Linked DNA regions of Mus musculus: region 1 is linked to region 2. A link is a contact called in public promoter capture Hi-C data. All regions are on one chromosome and are shown on one strand. The core of a region is the stretch at or near the end of the contact, and the rest is flanking DNA. Distances in the headings are between cores, read along the strand shown.

Region 1 (2,700 bases), core at 6-2,505, 480 kb before region 2:
CAGGAGCCAAAAACAAAATGGTTTTTGTTACTATCAAAAATCAGTAAGAGTTGTCATGTGCCTGGCAGGGGTGGTTCACGCCTTTAATCCCAGAACTTGGGGGGCAGAGGCAGGAGGATTTCTTAGTTCAAGACTACAGAGTGAGTTCCAGGACAGCCAGGGCTACACCACAGAGTAACCGTGTCTGGGAGGGGGGGGGGGGAGTTGTCGTGTCAGGCTTCAATAGTGTTAACTAGCAAACGTTATTTAAGTAAAATATAAACAGGGTGACTGACACTCGGTTCGACACAAAAAGCACGTCCAGAGAAACCCTTGTGTCCTTTTAAAACCTAAATCGGACAAATCAAAAGACCGTGCGGAAAAGCCAGGTGCCATCTGGCTTAGCCCACAGTGAGTTCACACATGCCCTATCCTATGTCAAAAGCCAGCCTGAGAAAAGCGACACGAAGAAACCCTGTGGATATTGGCTCCACGCCTCTCCTCCCTCACCGCCGGAATGGATCTGCCCAGCGTTTCTCTTTTGGCTCACAAAGGGGGTCTAGGAGAAGAGCCAGGGCAACAGTGCGATAGTTTGTCCCACACCGCACATACTGGGACACTCCACGGTGGCGGTTTTTTGACGAAGTCCGAGTGGGAGGGGCCATGCCGGATGCGCAGAGGCAGTGAAGTTTCCGAGCCTCCCGGGTCAGGGACTTGACACTGCAGCCCCTGCCTTCCCCGCCCGCCTCCCGTTGTCCGCCTGAGCGTCGCGCGGACTGTCCCGAAGCCTGTGCCCATCGCCGTACCAAGGTTCGCGAGCGTACTCCTCCATGGCGCCAGAGTCCGGCCTGGCGCAGTCGGTGGCGCGGGCGAGACACTCCCCCCGTCCCCCTCCCGCTCCGAAACGCCCACAAGCTCTGAGGCGCTGTACGTAGACCAAGGGAACAATTGGTTCTTCTCTGCTTACGTAAGGCCAACGGCGCGCTCTTATTGGCTAGCCAGAAGGGCCACATCCGTTCCATGTAAGCGTCGGATGCGACCAGTTAATTGCACCTGGGGAGAGTCGAGGAGCCTGTTGTGCTTTAAACCAAGAGCCCTTCGGTGTTGGTAAGCACTGTGCCAATGAGGGAGAGGAGGGTAAGGAGATAGACTTTGACTAATCGCACAGTTGTACTGGTAAGGCTGGGGTGTAAGCTTTCTTTTAAAGCTGGAGATGGCGTTGGCATTGTATCTCCCCCATCCTAGCGCCTTGGTTCCGCCCACCGTGCGGACTTTGAGGAACGTTGGGTGATCCCATTTCTGGGTTGCGGGTGTGTGGCACTTGGTCCCTTGGGTGATGGGTGGAGCCTTGGTCTAGAGAGGAACTGGGTCTTTGGTCCATCCGGTCTCCAGTGCCTGGGTCCGGAGAGTTCTGCTGATCCTAATTCTGGCCATATTGCTACATATCTCTTTTATCTTTTAGCACGCATTTTTGTTCTCTTCCAGCTACTGTTGCAGTTACGTAGGTGTGTGTGTGTGTGTGTGTGTGTGTGTGTGTGTGTGTGTGTGTGTGTGTGTGTGAACACACGCGTGGTTACTGGCTATCCAGATTGAAATGTTAATCAGATCTGCCCTTCAGTACTGTCTTGTCTGTTTCTAGGTCTGGTCAGCTACCCACTATGCCGCTTCCTGTTGCGCTGCAGACCCGCTTGGCGAAGAGGGGCATCCTCAAACATCTGGAGCCGGGTGAGAAAACTAAAAGCAGATGCATCTATCATGTGCCAGTGTTAATAGACGTTCTGCTGTTTATTCTATTCTTTATTCCCCCTTTTCTCCGCCCCCTCCCGCCCCTGTCGAACCTAGGTGTTTGCTAAGTAAGTGCTCTGCCATCTTCTGCCGTCCTAGTGTGCATCTTCCCCCGCCCCCTTGTACTGCTGGGGTTAGACCAGAGCTCTTGGATGCGCTCTATTGAAGTATATCTCCTTGACTGGCACCTTGGTTTTGATACTTGGTATCTTGCATGGCCTGGCAGGCATCTCGTTGTCAATATAATTTTTTCTGATATTCATTACTTCTTCGTGGTTGGTGGGTGCTGTGTGAAGTGTAAGGCTGGAGGGATAGCTTTAATTTAAGTCATGAATCAAGTGGACACGGTGGCAGGTACAAATATCTCAGGTACTAAGGAGGCTGAGCTACAAACATGGCTTGAGTCCAGGAGGTCAAGGCCAGACATGGCAATTTGGCAAGACCCAGTCTTCAAAAAATAAAAAACAAATAGACATAAGTATGGTGGCATTCATCTGTAGTCCCCAGCATGGCTGGGGCAGGTAAAAGGGATCACAGGAGACAGCCTGGTTTACATACTGAATTCTAGGCCAGATATACATGTGTCTGTGTGTGTATGTACACATGTATATATGTGTATATATATGTGTGTGTATCAGAAAATAAGTAAAATAAACCCATGACTGCATGGTATTTAACTAATTAATGTTTGAGACATGGTCTCATTCTGTACTTCTGGCAGGCCTGGGACCCATTCTGTATATCAGGCTGGCTTTGCATTCATCAAGATCTGCCTGTCTCCGCTTTCCTAATGCTAGGATTAAGGGTCCAAAAAGGCATCTGATCTATCCTGCAGTCTCCTATGTGCCAAATACAGTGACAGGATGCTGATGCTCTATGTTTACCTCAGCAGAGGTACTTGGGTGATGGGCACCATAACCATTAACATTTATTTAA
Region 2 (2,708 bases), core at 174-2,673:
TGTAATAATGTCATATATGTTTATATATATGGATTCTGACTGCTCTAATCCTTACTTTCTTGTCTCTCTCTCACCCCTGTCCTCCCTTTCCTACACTCATGGCTTCTTGTTTTGTGACATACTCAGTTTAAAAAGGGTTGCTTATGTGACTGTAACTGTGGAGTTATGCACTGGACCTGGCTGGCTTCCCTAGTGGGTACATATCTGAAGATAATGATATCCGGTCTTCCAGAGTCTACCAATAGCCAATAGTTCCCCAGGGTCCTGTAAGTACTGACAAGGTAGGTAAGGGGAGGTGCTGCTTCAAGTAGGGTAGCCTTGGGAGCCTTGTCCTCTTTGAGTCTCAATTTTGTCACCTTTAAAATGCTACCAATTACTACCCCACAGGGTTTCCACACGTTGGCACTGTGCGGTGGTGTAAAGAGGTGCCCTGTCCCCAAAGGCACTGTGAACATTGCCTGTATCCAAATCTGAACTTTCTCAAAACTATAGCTTAAGGACCTGAATATACCAGAGATGGGGACCAGTCCCACTTGCTGCCCATTAACAGGCTTGCCTTACACCTCACCACGCTTTCTTGCTGCTGCAGAGAGTCCGCTCTCTTCTTCCACATTTCATTGTCACCTCAGGCTGCAATATATCAGGTGACACACTTGCTGTTCTCAGGTGAGGACAGTCACGTCCTACTCCAGATCTGTAAATGAGGTCCACAGGCCAGTGTGGCCTCAGCTCACATCTGCTATCAAGATACTGTCCTAATTAGAAAAAGCAAGCTGTAGAACAGTGTGTACAATATATTTGTGTGCATTGTAAGATAAACATATGAAGTATGCTTATGTATTTGTAAACAAATTATGAAGGAATATGTGAGGAGTTACGCTTTTGACTAGTTCTAATGGGAAGAAAGGAGACTTTTTACTCATTATTATAATTTGAAAGTTGTTACCAGGAATACAGTTTCTTTCATAATAAAAAACCTTTAAGTAAAAACATAGATAACATATAGAAACATATAGTCATGTGTTGTATGATGATGTTTGATCAACAGACCACATATATGATGGTGATCCTGTAAGACTGTGATGAGGATGAAATAAATTCTTATTGCCAAAAGATGGCAGAGCAATTGCCAAATAAGTAACACTACAGTACTCATATGTGTGTGGTGACGCTGGTGTAAATGCAGATGCAGTACTAAAAATAGGTAACAGCCAAACTCCACAGGTATCTGCAGCTCTTGGTTTGCTCATCTGTGAAATCATAGCTAATCCATAGGGCCACAATCCATAGGACCACTGTGCTCATTGAATGACTCACGCTCAGGAAATGCTTCTGCTTAGCAAAATAATGGTATAGAAGAGGCAGAAGGCAGGCTGGTTTGATGTGATAATCTCTTTCGCCACCTTGTGGTTGGTGACGCACAAGTCAGCCGTGCCGCGACACGTGTTAATAAGCAGAGACTCGAGCTTCCTCCAAGTTTGGACCTTAGTGGGCCGGATGATTTGGAACTTGGAGAACTGAGAAATAAAAACGTAAGTAGGTAGCTTATGGCTCTTTCATTTTAGGTCCTTATTGTCTAGACGCTTTACTTACATTCCCTACGCGTGCGTGCGTGCGCGCGTGCACGAGCACACGGGGAAACTCCCCCCTCCCCCCTGCCCCCGGTACTTAAAGAAGGTAAAATGTGCGTGTGTGTGCGTGTGTGCGCGCGTGTGTGTGTGCGTGCGCGCGCGCGCGTGTAAGGTGTTCGTGCTGGTGACTACAGAGGTTACAAGAGGGGCATTGGATCGATCCCCCCCCCCCGAACGTGAGTTATGGACCACCACGTGGGTCTTAGGAATTGAACCCAGACCCTCTGTGAGAATTAAGTGCTCTCAACTATTTATGCATCTTCCCACCTCCAAGTGTTAGTTTCCACAAGTAGATGTTGTGGATGTTCTAGAGACATAGTTCGGAACTCAACCACAGCAGTGTCCATGCGGACAAGAAGAGGGAACATACATGTTTCTACTACTTAGTCTCTAAATCAGATTTCTAGCCAGCTACAAGTTTCTTTGAGCTCCCTAATAGGTCGAGGGGGAGGGGCGTGCACACACACATACCCATGCCATCTATCATCTATATCATCTGTCGTCTACCTTGTTACCTAAGGAAGGAAAACCAGTGTCCCTGCGCAGAAATGTATGTGAGCTAAACACTCAAACACATAAGATAAATAAATCTTAGTTGATTCTAATCCTTACTGTCCCTTGGTCATGGTCTATCACATCCATGGGGCATGGCTTCTGCCAGGCAGTTCTTGTTTTCCTCATGAGCCAAAGTTGTATGGAAGAGCATCCAATCAGTAGAACCTACTAGGGCATAGTCCTTCCCCTAGGCTAAGCTTGGGTTTCCATCCGAGGGAGGCAGGACTCTGAATGGAAGGATTTCTGAAAAAATTACAAGGACTGTTGAGAAATGCTTGGGTAAGGCAGGGAACCATGAGTACTTCAGATCTTGTCTTCCTTTCCCAGATCCAGCTCTCCCAACAACAGTAGGCTTGAGAGATGTATGGCCCAGGCACACCTGGGAATCTAGAGCTGCCTAATTTTTGGTTAGGTTACATTTAAGCTATTTTCTGGGTAGGTAATGTGTTAACAAATGGGAGGGTTGTTTTTGGACTAGGGTCTCCACTGGAGTATGGATCATGCTGTCTAATTTACCATTGT

What was found. Promoter capture Hi-C pulls out the DNA fragments that hold promoters and counts their contacts.
Region 1: a promoter capture Hi-C map of pre-B cells shows a contact between it and region 2, with 10 times the contacts expected there. The contact joins the promoter of Pqbp1 here to the promoter of 2010204K13Rik in region 2. A contact is called at or near these places in 6 of 39 promoter capture datasets (the C10 cell line, cranial neural crest, liver and 2 more) and 1 of 9 other capture datasets (adipose tissue).

The regions. Positions count from the first base shown.
Region 1 is chrX:7,897,555-7,900,254 of GRCm38.p6, reverse strand. It overlaps Pqbp1 (polyglutamine binding protein 1), which reads left to right and starts at 1,255. Exons shown (of 7, transcript NM_019478.4): 1 at 1,255-1,484; 2 at 1,619-1,704. The coding sequence starts at 1,638. It overlaps Timm17b (translocase of inner mitochondrial membrane 17b), which reads right to left and starts at 919. Exons shown (of 6, transcript NM_011591.5): 1 at 786-919. The coding sequence starts at 811.
Region 2 is chrX:7,421,703-7,424,410 of GRCm38.p6, reverse strand. 2010204K13Rik (RIKEN cDNA 2010204K13 gene) reads left to right here and starts at 1,423. Exons shown (of 2, transcript NR_027924.1): 1 at 1,423-1,532.